3 separate regions of the Mus musculus genome follow, and regions 1 and 3 are each linked to region 2. The links are chromatin contacts, called in public HiChIP or PLAC-seq maps. All regions are on one chromosome and are shown on one strand. Each heading gives the region's core, a stretch centred on a gene start, on an enhancer-like site or on the middle of the called end of the contact. The rest is flanking DNA. Distances are from core to core; before and after follow the strand shown.

Evidence for each region. HiChIP or PLAC-seq counts read pairs in DNA pulled down with a chosen protein or histone mark.
Region 1: a contact with region 2 is called in an H3K27ac HiChIP or PLAC-seq map of embryonic stem cells, with 6 read pairs. The contact joins the promoter of Rsph9 here to the enhancer-like site in region 2. A contact is called at or near these places in 1 of 39 promoter capture datasets (stem cell-derived epiblast-like cells), 1 of 15 datasets of contacts at CTCF or cohesin (large pre-B cells), 1 of 484 Hi-C or Micro-C datasets (B cells), 3 of 115 datasets of contacts at active chromatin or transcription factors (embryonic stem cells, large pre-B cells and pancreatic cancer cells) and 3 of 9 other capture datasets (adipose tissue, liver and pancreatic islet).
Region 3: an H3K27ac HiChIP or PLAC-seq map of embryonic stem cells shows a contact between it and region 2, with 6 read pairs. The contact joins two enhancer-like sites. A contact is called at or near these places in 5 of 484 Hi-C or Micro-C datasets (bone marrow-derived macrophages, embryonic fibroblasts, liver and 1 more), 4 of 115 datasets of contacts at active chromatin or transcription factors (double positive thymocytes, embryonic stem cells, pancreatic cancer cells and 1 more) and 1 of 9 other capture datasets (embryonic stem cells).

What each region holds. Positions count from the first base shown.
Region 1 is chr17:46,142,943-46,146,533 of GRCm38.p6, forward strand. It overlaps Rsph9 (radial spoke head 9 homolog (Chlamydomonas)), which reads right to left and starts at 1,258. Exons shown (of 5, transcript NM_029338.4): 1 at 980-1,258. The coding sequence starts at 1,206.
Region 2 is chr17:45,977,493-45,981,145 of GRCm38.p6, forward strand. No RefSeq gene overlaps it. Among named protein-coding and RNA genes, the nearest start is that of Gm36122, 30 kb to the left of the region's middle. Within about 2 kb of position 1,714, at least 8 of the 459 cell types and tissues checked have an H3K27ac peak or open chromatin away from gene starts, as enhancers often do. A contact at or near this core is called in embryonic stem cells, where this site is marked.
Region 3 is chr17:45,819,920-45,824,102 of GRCm38.p6, forward strand. All of the region lies in intron 1 of Gm46607 (a long non-coding RNA gene), which reads left to right. It overlaps Gm35692 (a long non-coding RNA gene), which reads right to left. Exons shown (of 3, transcript XR_876833.1): 2 at 2,290-2,959; 3 at 1,956-2,121. Among named protein-coding and RNA genes, the nearest start is that of Gm35692, 6.9 kb to the right of the region's middle. Within about 2 kb of position 2,347, at least 8 of the 459 cell types and tissues checked have an H3K27ac peak or open chromatin away from gene starts, as enhancers often do. A contact at or near this core is called in embryonic stem cells, where this site is marked.

The DNA.
Region 1 (3,591 bases), core at 8-2,507, 160 kb after region 2:
GGACTCTTGGCATCGCTTTAGGATACCTTAGTTTTAGCAATTTTTTTTGAGACAGGGTCTTTACATATTTTTATGTGTATGAGTATTTTGTCTATATGTATGTACATGCACCTGCTGTGTACAGTGTCCTAAGAAGTTCCCTAGAACTGGAGTTATAGATAGTTCTGAACTCCGTGTACGTGCTACGGATTGAATCCCAGCTACGGATTGAATCCCAGTGGTTCAGAAGAGTACCCAGTGCTCTTAAGGTTTAAGCCATGTCTCCAGCCCCCAAATTCCCAGAGGGGCTTCAAACCCCCTGTGTATTTGAGACTGACCTTGAACCCCTGATCCTCCTTCAATACTGGTTTGATGCATGGGTAGATAAATGAAGTCCCCGGATACCTCCTGCTTGGATGCTTTAATAGCATGATAGGCTCCCCTAGCATCCTAGGGAACCCCGAAAGAGGTTGGGAGGCTTACACTGCAGAATTGCCCCCAGCTCTTTCCCCATTTTACAAGTCTTGCACTTCCAGGAAAGAGCACCTCCCACTGCAGAGCCTACACTCCCCAGAGACGTTTCTAAACAGCTTCAGTACAAATCTCAGAGCGTCTGACTTCTCCAAGCCAAATCCAGTCCACAGCTAGAACCTGAATTCTACACCAGTTGCCATCTCCGGGACTTCTACATTCTGTGCCCGCTCAGTTTATTTAGCCTTCTGTCTCTAACGAATCCATCTAGACCAGTTTCCCATGCAAATCCAGGCTGACAATGCTGCCTCCTTGGACCCTGCCCAGGCCACTTTCCCACCCTGTCAGGATCCACAGGACCCTCACAGTTCCGTGACATCTCAGTCCTCAAGCTCCTCATTTCCCTCCTCAAGCCCCACCCACAGGTGCTTCCTGCGTAGGTCCTGGGCGCACCCACCTTCCCCAGCTGGAGTTGCACCCAACACCCTTCGGGATCCTCCTGCAGCCTTATCTGCCAGAGTCGCCTCACCTGTAGAGCGTCTTGCGTGGTGCGAGCTGGTCCTCACTCAAGCCCTGTGCGATGTAGTAATCCGCCACAAGGCCAAGGATGCGGCCCCAGAAAAGGACCCTCGCGAAGCGGTAATCGCGCTTCACCAGCATAAGGGACGTGAGCAGTGAGGCCCGACGGTCAGGGCTGAGTCCCTGCCCACTGCCAGACGCCAACTCCAGAGACAACAAGAGGCTGTCGGCGTCCATCAGGCCAGCCGTTCTCCTCCAAGCTAGTCTGGCGGGTAGAAGCTGTCTCCATGGAGACCCTGAGCCCCACCCCTTAAGCTAGCAGGAAACAAAATACCACCCACCGGACCGCCCATCTCGCCAAACCCGCCCTTTCCGGGGGCCACGGACTTTCACAGTACAGTGTAGACTCATGTATTCTGTTATCCCAGCGCGGCTTCCCTATATGTGCACTCCACATTACGTACTCCATTTTTGCCCATACGGACTTGGGAAGAAACCCAATACAAAGCCACAAGGCCACTAGCTGTATTATTTCAACCTGGGAATATCACTTCTTGGCCTGAGAATTTTATGAAGAATCTGATACCTTGGCTCTAAAAGCAGTTTCTGACACCTAAACCCACCCAAAGCCAGGTTTCACCAAATAGGTTCTATCCAATCTGACCCCTCCAGTTTTCACGTGAGAGCTCTTTGTTTACTCCCAGGACTAGTCTGACAAATCGGGGAAATCCTTGGAAAAGAATGTAAAGGGTGACAGTTTCCCAGGGGTGGTGGCCCACACCTTTAATGCCAGCCCTCAGGAGGAAGAACTCTTTTGAGTTCAGGGCCAACCTGGTCTACATAACAAGGTCGCAGCTAGCCACACGACTGAAGTGTGTAGAGCTTCATAGTCTCTTTAAAAAAAAAAAAAAAAAAAAAAAAAGCCACTTACAGACTACATGTGTGTCAGCTACATAACTTTGGGCTCCACAGCTGTTCAGACCCAAATAGTAGCCACAGAGGATCAGCTCTGTATTCCCTAGGCTAGCCTAACTCAGGCGAGTCTAACCACTGCTACATCACATCCGCTGCTGTTCTGGAGTCTCCAAAGTCAAAATCACCGGGGTCCTCTGAAGGCTTGTTTCAGGCCTTGTCAATGACTGATCTTATTTCTGGATTCCTTTGTGGAAGACTCATGAAGTCAACATGCCCTGGGCCTCCAAGCCAAGCCCAGAGAGAAATAAGTGTCTAATTTGCTCAGATAATTACTTTGTTTTGATGTTTTGATTGCCTGGGCATTGTTCATCGAGGCTTTTTAAATGGGCATTAGAGAGCTGACCTGGCCGGTCATTTCAAAGAAACTTATGCCGCCCCCCCCCCCCCCCACACACACACATCAGGTCCTGCCCTCCACCATCATGCCCTGCTTTGGTAATATGGCTTAATTCTTCTGTAAAGCGATATCAGACACAAAAACAACCAACAGTTTGGCTGACAGGATACACTTCAGGGGAGGTCACACAGAACACAGCCCAAGCATCTTGCGTTCCCCTATACTGGATTTACCCATCAGAAATGAGTTCACATCAGGAGCCAGAATCTGAAGAAGGCCTTCTCAGAGCTTGGTAGCACATCCACTAGGGACAGAGCAAATCCTGGCTATTCCAGAGAAAAACCGCACTAACGTTAGAACACAGGGAAGAGCAGTTTCTGCAGGCAGTGAACAGCTTTCAAGTCATGCTTTGCCATTGAAGCCAGTGGTTTCTAACTTTCCTAGTGCTACAGCCCTTTAATACGGTTCCTCCTGTTATGGTGACCCCCCCCCCCAAACCATAACATTATTTCATTGCTACCTCATAACTATAACTTTGCTAATTATGAATCATAATATAAATGTGTTTTACAAGTCTTAGGTGACCCCTGTGGAAGGGTTGTTTGACCCCCAACGGGGTTGTGACTCACAAGAACCTCTAACTTAAGCAAACTAGCCTTGCCAAACCTTACCTTTATAATGGGGTAGTAACCTATACATATAAGTTAGCATTAAATAATATGTATAAGTGCTTTTTTGAGGCAGGGTCTCTACATAGCCTTGGCTGTCCTGGAACTTACTCTGTTGACTAAGCTGGCCTTGAACTTACAGAGATCAGTCACTCTCTGGCTCCCAAATGCTAGATAAAAAGCATGTACTACCCACCCCAGCCTTGTTTGTAAGCCTTAAACACAGTGTATAGGTACAGGAAGCGGGGGTGGGAGGTGGGGGTGGGGGTGGGAGGGGGATGATGATGATGCACAAGAGCAGAGGGCCCACTGAAGGGTGTAGACTTGGAAGTCAAGGCTGTCTGCACATACTCTGAAAGGACTTGAAGGTGGGAGGAGTCACGTTGGGGGAGGAGCAGAAATGGGAGTTTGAGATGACTATGATCAAAATACACTGTACACATGTATGAATTTTTCAGAGAACAAAAGATTCTAAGGAGAAATAGTGGGTTTTTAAAGGAAGGAGAACTAATCCTGGCTGAACCTAATGGACAGCCACAGAGGGGCCCAGCCACAGGGTCCCAACCCCCAGGACTGGACTTGCAGCTTCCAAAACATAGGAAAAGAAACAAAGTAAAAACTTGACCTGGCCAGTGGCTCCCG
Region 2 (3,653 bases), core at 464-2,963:
TCCAGGCTAGCCTGGGTTGTGTAACTAGACCCTGACATTATCTTCCCCTGGTTGCACACACACGCGAGCGCACATGCAGACACGAGTGCACAGGTATGTACACACAATATAATCCCAGCACTTGAGAAGCAGACCGAGGAGCAGTTCCAGTTCAAACTGAGCCTGGGCAACATAGCAAGACCCCGACGCAAGCAAGCTAACAAAGCAGAAGCAGGCTGCCTCTGAGGAGTAAGGAGAGGGACGGTGAGCAACATGGCGACTCCCCGATATGCCTTTTGTACTTTGTGGGTAGTGTTCTGTGGACATCAGTTGCCTATTTCCCAATGCTCTTATTCCTGATTTGGCCTGACACTATGGAGTGCCTCTGTGCTGGCTCCCAGTGTCCCCTCCCTTCCTGTCTGCTCCCAGCCACTCCAATCCTACTCTGTAAGACCCCTTGCCCAGGACTGCACATTCCAGCCCCTTGTCTTAAGATTATCAATCCCGTCTTCTTTTCTGCTCTGCGGTGCTCCCAGATGTGCTCCCAGATTCTTCAGGAAGTCCTGCCCATGAGTTTCCTTTGTACATGAATATCTCATGTATTCCTGTCAGGGTTACTGTGGCTGTGATAAAACACCATGACCAAAGCAACTTGAGGGAGGAAAGGGGTTATTTGGCTCACACTTCCATAAGACTGTTTATCATTAAAGGAAGTCAGGATAGAAACTCAACAGGGCAGGAACCTGGAGACGGGAGCTGGTGCAGGAGCCACAAAGGAGTGCTCTTCACTGACTAGCTCCTTAAGGCTTCTTCAGCCTGCTTTCTTATAGAACCCAGGACCACCAGCCCAGGAGTGGTGGCACCACCCACAGTGGGCTGGGCTCTCACTAAGAAAATATTCTACACGTTTGCCCACAGCCTGATCTGATGGAGGCATTTTCTCAGTTGAGGTTCCTTCCTCTCAGATGACTCCAGTTTATGTCAACTTGACATAAAACTAGCCGGCACAGTCTGTTCAAGTCTTCAGAGTCTGGCTGAGAATTGTCTGCGGTCCCTGGACTACTTTGGCCCCTTTTTTTCTTCCTTCATTCCCAGGACACAAAAAACTGTATGTGATTGCACAGTCTAACATACATTTTTTAGAGTATCCCAGCCCTCTGGAGACATCTCTCCCTCCCAGAGATCCGTGCCTTGGGATCCTGCCTATCTTGTCAACGAAACATCAGCAGCCTGACTTTGGAAAATCCTTCTCCCAACCCTGAGCAGCTCCCATGTGGAGAGCAAAGGGAGCCGTTGACTGGATACCCTCCCTCGCTGCATCCCTCACAGCTTACCCCTCCAGCTTGAAGCCAGCTGTCTAAAATGTACAGGGAACTCCACCCCAACAGGGCTGGAACCCATTTAGAACAATACAGAGTAAAAGTGAAATAGGTGGCTGGGTGTGGTGATGTATGCTCGCAATTTCAGTGTTCTGGAGAATCAGAAGGATCAGGAGTTCAAGGCCAGCCTAAGAGCTTGAAGCCAACCCGGACTGTGTAAGATACTGCCTCAAAACTAGCTTCTGTCAGCTGTTCGCCTGGTGCCTCTTAGCTACCCCACATGGACCTCTGTCTCTGTATTCCCCGTTAGCTCAGGATCTAATTGTGTTTCCACTATGCTATTGCACAGCTCTCTGCTTTGATCCTGCCGTCCATCAACTGGGCTGGCTAAGAGTGTTTAGGACCTTACTTGGAGGTGTATGTGTGGGGGCGGGGTCATCTTTTCCAAGAAACTTTCTCTGAGCCCCAGCCCCAGGCAGGCTGACGTCATTCTCCTGGTTTTTCTTTGAGTCCTGGCTTCCGTTGCTCTTACCATACACAGGGCAAACATCATTCATTCTGCCCAGCAGTCATTTTTTTCCCCTGCCCCTTTCTCTATGCCACCAGAATCCCTACCTGTCCAGCTGGCAATGCACCCAGGTTCAGGGGGAACTCTTTTAAACACTCAAGCGCATCCATTCCTGCCTACTGGTCTTCCCGGTCTCTGCTCTGGCAAAAGCCTTTAAACTGTCAGGCTGGCCTTGAACTCCTGATTCACCTGAGCTCTGGAATAGCAAGCATACATCACCACACCCAGCCAACCATTGGTGTTTCACTCTGTATTGTTCTAAATGGGTTCCAGCCGTGGAGGGGTGGAGTCCATTGTGTGGTTTGGACTGTGAAGGCACTTTTCAAAAAGGGCTTCTGAGAAATGCTTTTCTTTCCTGATAAATGATACAATCCACTTTCCCCTTGGCTTTCTCCCTTCCTGTCTTGAGTAAAACTGTAGACGGGACCAAGGCAGCCATCTTAAGACCACTAGGCAACAATCTACAGATTGGGAGTTAATATGGTGGGGCAGAAAGGGGAAATAAAGGAAGATTTATAATAGTTATAAGAGCCGTGCTTGGGTTGACACATGTGTGTGCCGGTGTCTGTGGAGTCCAGAAGATGTTGGTTCCCTGAAAACGCAGTTCCAGGTAGTTGCTTGGTATGGGTGCTGGGAACTGAACTCAGAATCTTGGAGAGCAGTTCTAATCTTAGCTACCAAGAGTTCACCAATCCAGAAAGCCTGAGTTCAGATGATACCATCAATGCTACTGTTCCATAGAATCTTGATTCACATGCCTCCAGACTTCTGTTGTGTGAACTGTGTGACACATGTCTTTAAAAAAAGATTTATTTTATTTATTTTATGTATGAGTACACTGTAGCTGTACTCAAGGATGTGAGCCTTCATGTGGTTGTTGGGAATTGAATTTAGGATCTCTGCTCGCTCCGGTCAACCCAGCTCGCTCCGGCCCAAAGGTTATTTATTATTATAAATAAGTACACTGTAGCTGTCTTCAGACACTCCAGAAGAGGGCATCAGATCTCATTACAGATGGTTGTGAGCCACCATGTGGTTACTGGGATTTGAACTCAGGACCTTAAGAAGAACAGTCAGTGCTCTTAACCGCTGGGCCATCTCTCCAGCCCTGACACATGTCTTTACAACTCAAGTCACTGACTGCTGAGCCCTCTGTTACTTGAGACCAAATATGTTTCAATTATCATGGGAGGTCATGTGCAAACCATCTCCAAGCTGAGCAGAGCACTTCAAAGTCTGAGGTAGGAGGATTAGCATGCAATTGAGGTGCACTAAGGGCTATAAAAAAAAATCAAAACACATCTTGGAGTCTGTTTGCATGGCTAGAGACATTGACCCAACACTTATTCCATAGGTGGTGGCTCAGGGGACAAACCAACAGTTTCCCTCCCTCTGACTATTATGGGTCAAGAGATAGGTTTGTCGCATTCTAGGTTTCCTGGCAGAATCGCTTGGCCAGTTGACCCCACTGTGCTCCACCTGCTTTCCCTACCTTCTCAAGAGGAGTTCACATGCCACCCCACTGTGCAGAGAGGGCAGCATCCATGCCCCCTTGCTACCTGTGGTCAGAAAGAGGGACATACACAGAGAGCCCCAGCCATGTCTCCTTGCTACCTATGGTCAGAAAGAAGGACATACACAGAGATCCCCAGCCATGTCCCCTTGCTACCTGTGGACAGAAAGAGGGACATACACAGAGGGCCCCAGCCATGTCCCCTTGCTACCTGTGGACAGAAAGAGGGACACACACAGAGAGCCCCAGCCATGAGACTCCTCCCTCTTGGCAT
Region 3 (4,183 bases), core at 1,097-3,596, 160 kb before region 2:
ACGGAGAATGCAGTTCAAGATTGGGGGGGGTGTCTCAGCCTGTGACCCCTTCCCCCTCCCCCCCGCCCCGAGTAACAGTGGTGGCTGGGATGGATACTGTGGTTTTCCATCTCCTGTGTACCCAGACACGGCTGCAGACCTTGAGGAGTTGAGACGGTGGTCCGAGGGTCTACATCCCCCTACACGCCAGGCAGGAAGGGGATGGCTGAGCCCAGAACTAGGGTGGAATCTGGTTTGACTCCGAGCAAGTGCCAAAAGTCTGGAGGGGCTAGAAGAGAGGCCTTCTCCGAAGATTTAGGTGCAGCTTGGTCCTTTCTTGTCCAAACTGCTTTATTTTTATGGCAGATGTGAATGCCTAGTCTTACTCAGGGTGAACCAGGTATTAAATAGGTTTTGCGGGAAGGGATGCCCAGGAAGGGAAGCTCATTGGCTAAACACTCGGGGCCTGTCTAGATTCCTCATTAGCGTGGAAAACTCCAGGTTTTTAGGCTATGTGACCAGTTGCCATGGTCCTCTCAGTGGGGTGTCATGGTCACTTGTTCCAGGATTGGTAGAACCTGACGGGGAGCTGGTTCCACTGCCTGCTGTTTTCAATCATGAGATTTACCGGGGTTTTTCAACCTGCTTCAACCTTACCAGTTCTTCCGTCTGGTCCACGGTCCGCTTGCCCCACACTTGCCCAGGGTCTAGGCAGTAAATGGATGGCTCTAGCAAAGATCATATTGAGTGAGACCCTGAAAGACAAATGTTGACTGTTCTCTCCCATCAGGGGCTCCTAGCTCCAGATCACCAGATACCAGTGTAGTCCTCACTGCTCAGGAGAAAAACTCTTTGCAACTGAGACTATTACAAAACAAAACAAACAAAAAACTCCAACAACAACAACAACAACAAAACTGATCGCCTCTAACTGATCCCTACACTGTTATTCTAAAGAGCAATCAATCAAAATCAATCAATCAATCAAAATGCAGAGCTGTGGAGCTCAGTCCCAGTGGAAACATCTACAAAACAACTCCTGCACCTAAGGCTCCGGGAACATTGCAGGCATAGCCTTGTCAGAGGCTACAGCCATAAAGTCTCACAAACATGACAGCCTACACGGGAGCTGAATAGGGCAGCTTCAATAGGCAAAGTCGATGGGGAAAGCCACAGGCCCCATCCTTACACAAAGCATCCTTACCCAGGCAGCCCAGAGATGCTGAGGACATAGTATTTGGAGGGAGGAAAGGGAAGGGGGCGATGATGTAATTGTTTTTATAATCTCAAAAATAAAAGCAAGAAATATCTAGAAGAATGCATGCTTAAACCTCTGCTTAGCCCTTGGAGATTTTTGCAGGGAGAGCAGAGGCCCGTGTTTGGCTCATCAAGATGCGTAGCTCTGTGTACTGATTAGTTCTCGCTGCTGAGATAAAACGCCAGGACCGGAGCACTTTATGGAAGAGTTCATGTTGGATTACGGTTCCAGGGGATTAAGACTCCACCAAGGCAGACTAGAGCCATGGCCATTGAAGTTGAAGGCTTGCCTCTTTAAACTGGAAGCCTGGAGCTAAGAGAGAAGTCACGGAGGCTTTGAAACCTCAAAGCCCGCCCCAAGTGACACACCTCCTCCAGCAAGGCCACACCCCCTACACCGCCCCCAAACAGCGCCGCCAACTGGAGACCAAGTATTCATACATATCAGCCAGTGTGGGATATTCTCATTCAAACCTCCGGTGCTTGGCAACTCTGGGTATTCACAGAGTTCACCCCATCCATGATATTAACTAAATCACTACAGTGTTATGCACTGTGAAAAGCATATCCATACTTTATAGCCAGGGAGACTCAGACACTTAGGAATGTGCCTCCAAGTCCCATATTTAAGAAATGACAGGGGTTCGGTTTTGATGGCCATCAAATTTTAGTTCTTTTTTTTTTTTTTTCCAAGACCGAATGAAGAGACCCCCTGGTCACATGTGGACAGAGATTTATACAGGGCTCGAGAATAACAGTCCTTTGGGGGAACATGGAGATTGGTTGTGACATATCTAGACCTCTGAGTCTCACGCAGGTCAGGCACTTTGGGGAAAACAATTAGCTGGATCTTGGGGTCACCTCAAGAAGGAGTGTAGGGCGAAACTGGAGCAGGAGGAGAAAGAAAATGTTATTATCCGGTAGGACCTAAAGAAATCACCCCAGACCTCAGGCTCTGCATACTCGGCTGGCCCAGCAAATGTGGAGGTTCCCCATTGGCTAGGGAGCAAGGGACACCGTGGAAGAAAGACTATGGGAGAACTCTTCACTTACCTCAGCAGCGAAGGTGGGAGCATGAGTCTCAGCCCTACTCCCCTCTTCCCAAGGTGCTCCGGGGCCTCCAGCCTGGGCGTGCTCCTTCCTACGTAGCAAGGCAGAGGACTAAAGCAGGTGGGCGGGCTGTAGGTGTGATCTATGGATGATACAGCACGCGTGGAGGGCAGGGAGGATCCCTAAGGAGGAAGTAGCATGGCCAGCTGTGGAAAGGGATAGTTTGGTGGTGGATAGCTATGAGCAGGTGAGACCCACCCTGCCCCGGCTCGTGGGCCTCCTGAGCTCCAGAATAGCCGCGTGCTTCGTGCTCAGCTTTGGTTGCAGGGGACAGGGGCGGGAGCAGCAAAGTTTTCCGAATGGAAAAATGACGAACTGTTTCTGGAAAGCCGAGTTTCCCAGCTCGGTGGGTACAGCTGACTAGGGGAAACCTGAACCCTGCGGGCAGGCCGGGGGGTCCAGCAGCAGGGGAGGCAGGGCACCCGAGGCGCCTTTCCAGGCGAGTTGTGGAGGCTTTTCTGCCTGAGGCAGCAGGGTGTGGTGGAGAGCTGGAAGCCGAGTTAGCCTCAGTCATGGCCTCCTGCAGCCTGGGCCCAAACCAGCAGCCAGAGAGATACGTGACAACACAGGCATCTCTACTTCTCTTCAGCTCTGGCGATCCTCACTCACAGTGCTGTAAGGAGACAGGTTCCTTCCTATAGGGACCTGCAAGACCTGCCAGATCCCGTTTTGCTGTTCGTCTGCCTCTCATTTACTCTATTCCAGCCTCATGTCTGGCATATTCCTGCCTCAGGACCTTTGCACGGCTCCTCCTGCCTCCTGGATGCCTTTCCCCAGACACCCAAATGGCTCATTCCTTCTACTTCTCGAGGACTTTGTTCAAATCATCTCAGTAGGGCGTCTCCTGAACCCCTCCTACCAGTACTATAGGCTGAACCCCCTATTCTATCCAGTGACCCCTATTCTACCCAGTCGTCACCCCTATTCTACCCAGTCACCCCTATTCTGTGTTACTTTCCCTCTGGATCTCTTACAATCCTCTAATATATTTGTAGTAGGTAAATGATAGCGCCCCACAAAAGCTGTCCCTATTCTTACTCCGTCATCTTTGTAAATGTAACTGTAGTGCATCGCTTCTCAAATGGTGGGTCGCAACCCCTGGGGTGGGTGTCATCTGACACATTCACAGGGGTCATACATCGGGCATCCTGCACACCAGGTATTTATATTACGATTCAAAATAGTAGCAAAACTGCAGTTATGAAGTAGCTGTGAAAATAACTTTATGGCTGGGGGTCACCACAACATGAGGAACTGTATTAGAGGGTCGCAGCATCAGGAAGGCTGAGAGCCACTGCTACAGAGGATTGAATGGTGTTCTGTGCCCCGCCCAGAGTTATGTCCGCCTGAAAGCTTAGAATGTGACCTTGTTTGGAGGTATGGTCCTTGTAGGTGTAACTCAGTTGAAGATAAGGTCACCCCAGATTCAAGGGGACCACACCCAGTGACTGTTGTCTTCATAAGAACAAAGGACACACAGACACAGACAGAGCCACCTGAAGGCTGAGGTGATGCAGCCCTCGCTGAGCTCTAGTGGTTATCACCAGGGAGTCAGATGGGATGCTTCCCAAGTGCGGAGGAGGGAGTGGGGCCCTGCCAATAGCTTGAACTTGGCCTTCTGGCTTCCAGGTCTGTAGGGCAGAATAGTTCTGCTGTTTTGAGCATGCACTGACTTGCACTGATATTAGTACGTGCACAGCTAGTGCCACTAATATCACGGGTCACAGTTTACCAGTTTACTCACAGGGTTTGGTGTGTGTGTGTGTGTGTGTGTGTGTGTGTGCATGCGACCTTTCCATGTGGGTGTGTATGCACGTGTGTGCTTACAGGATGAGAA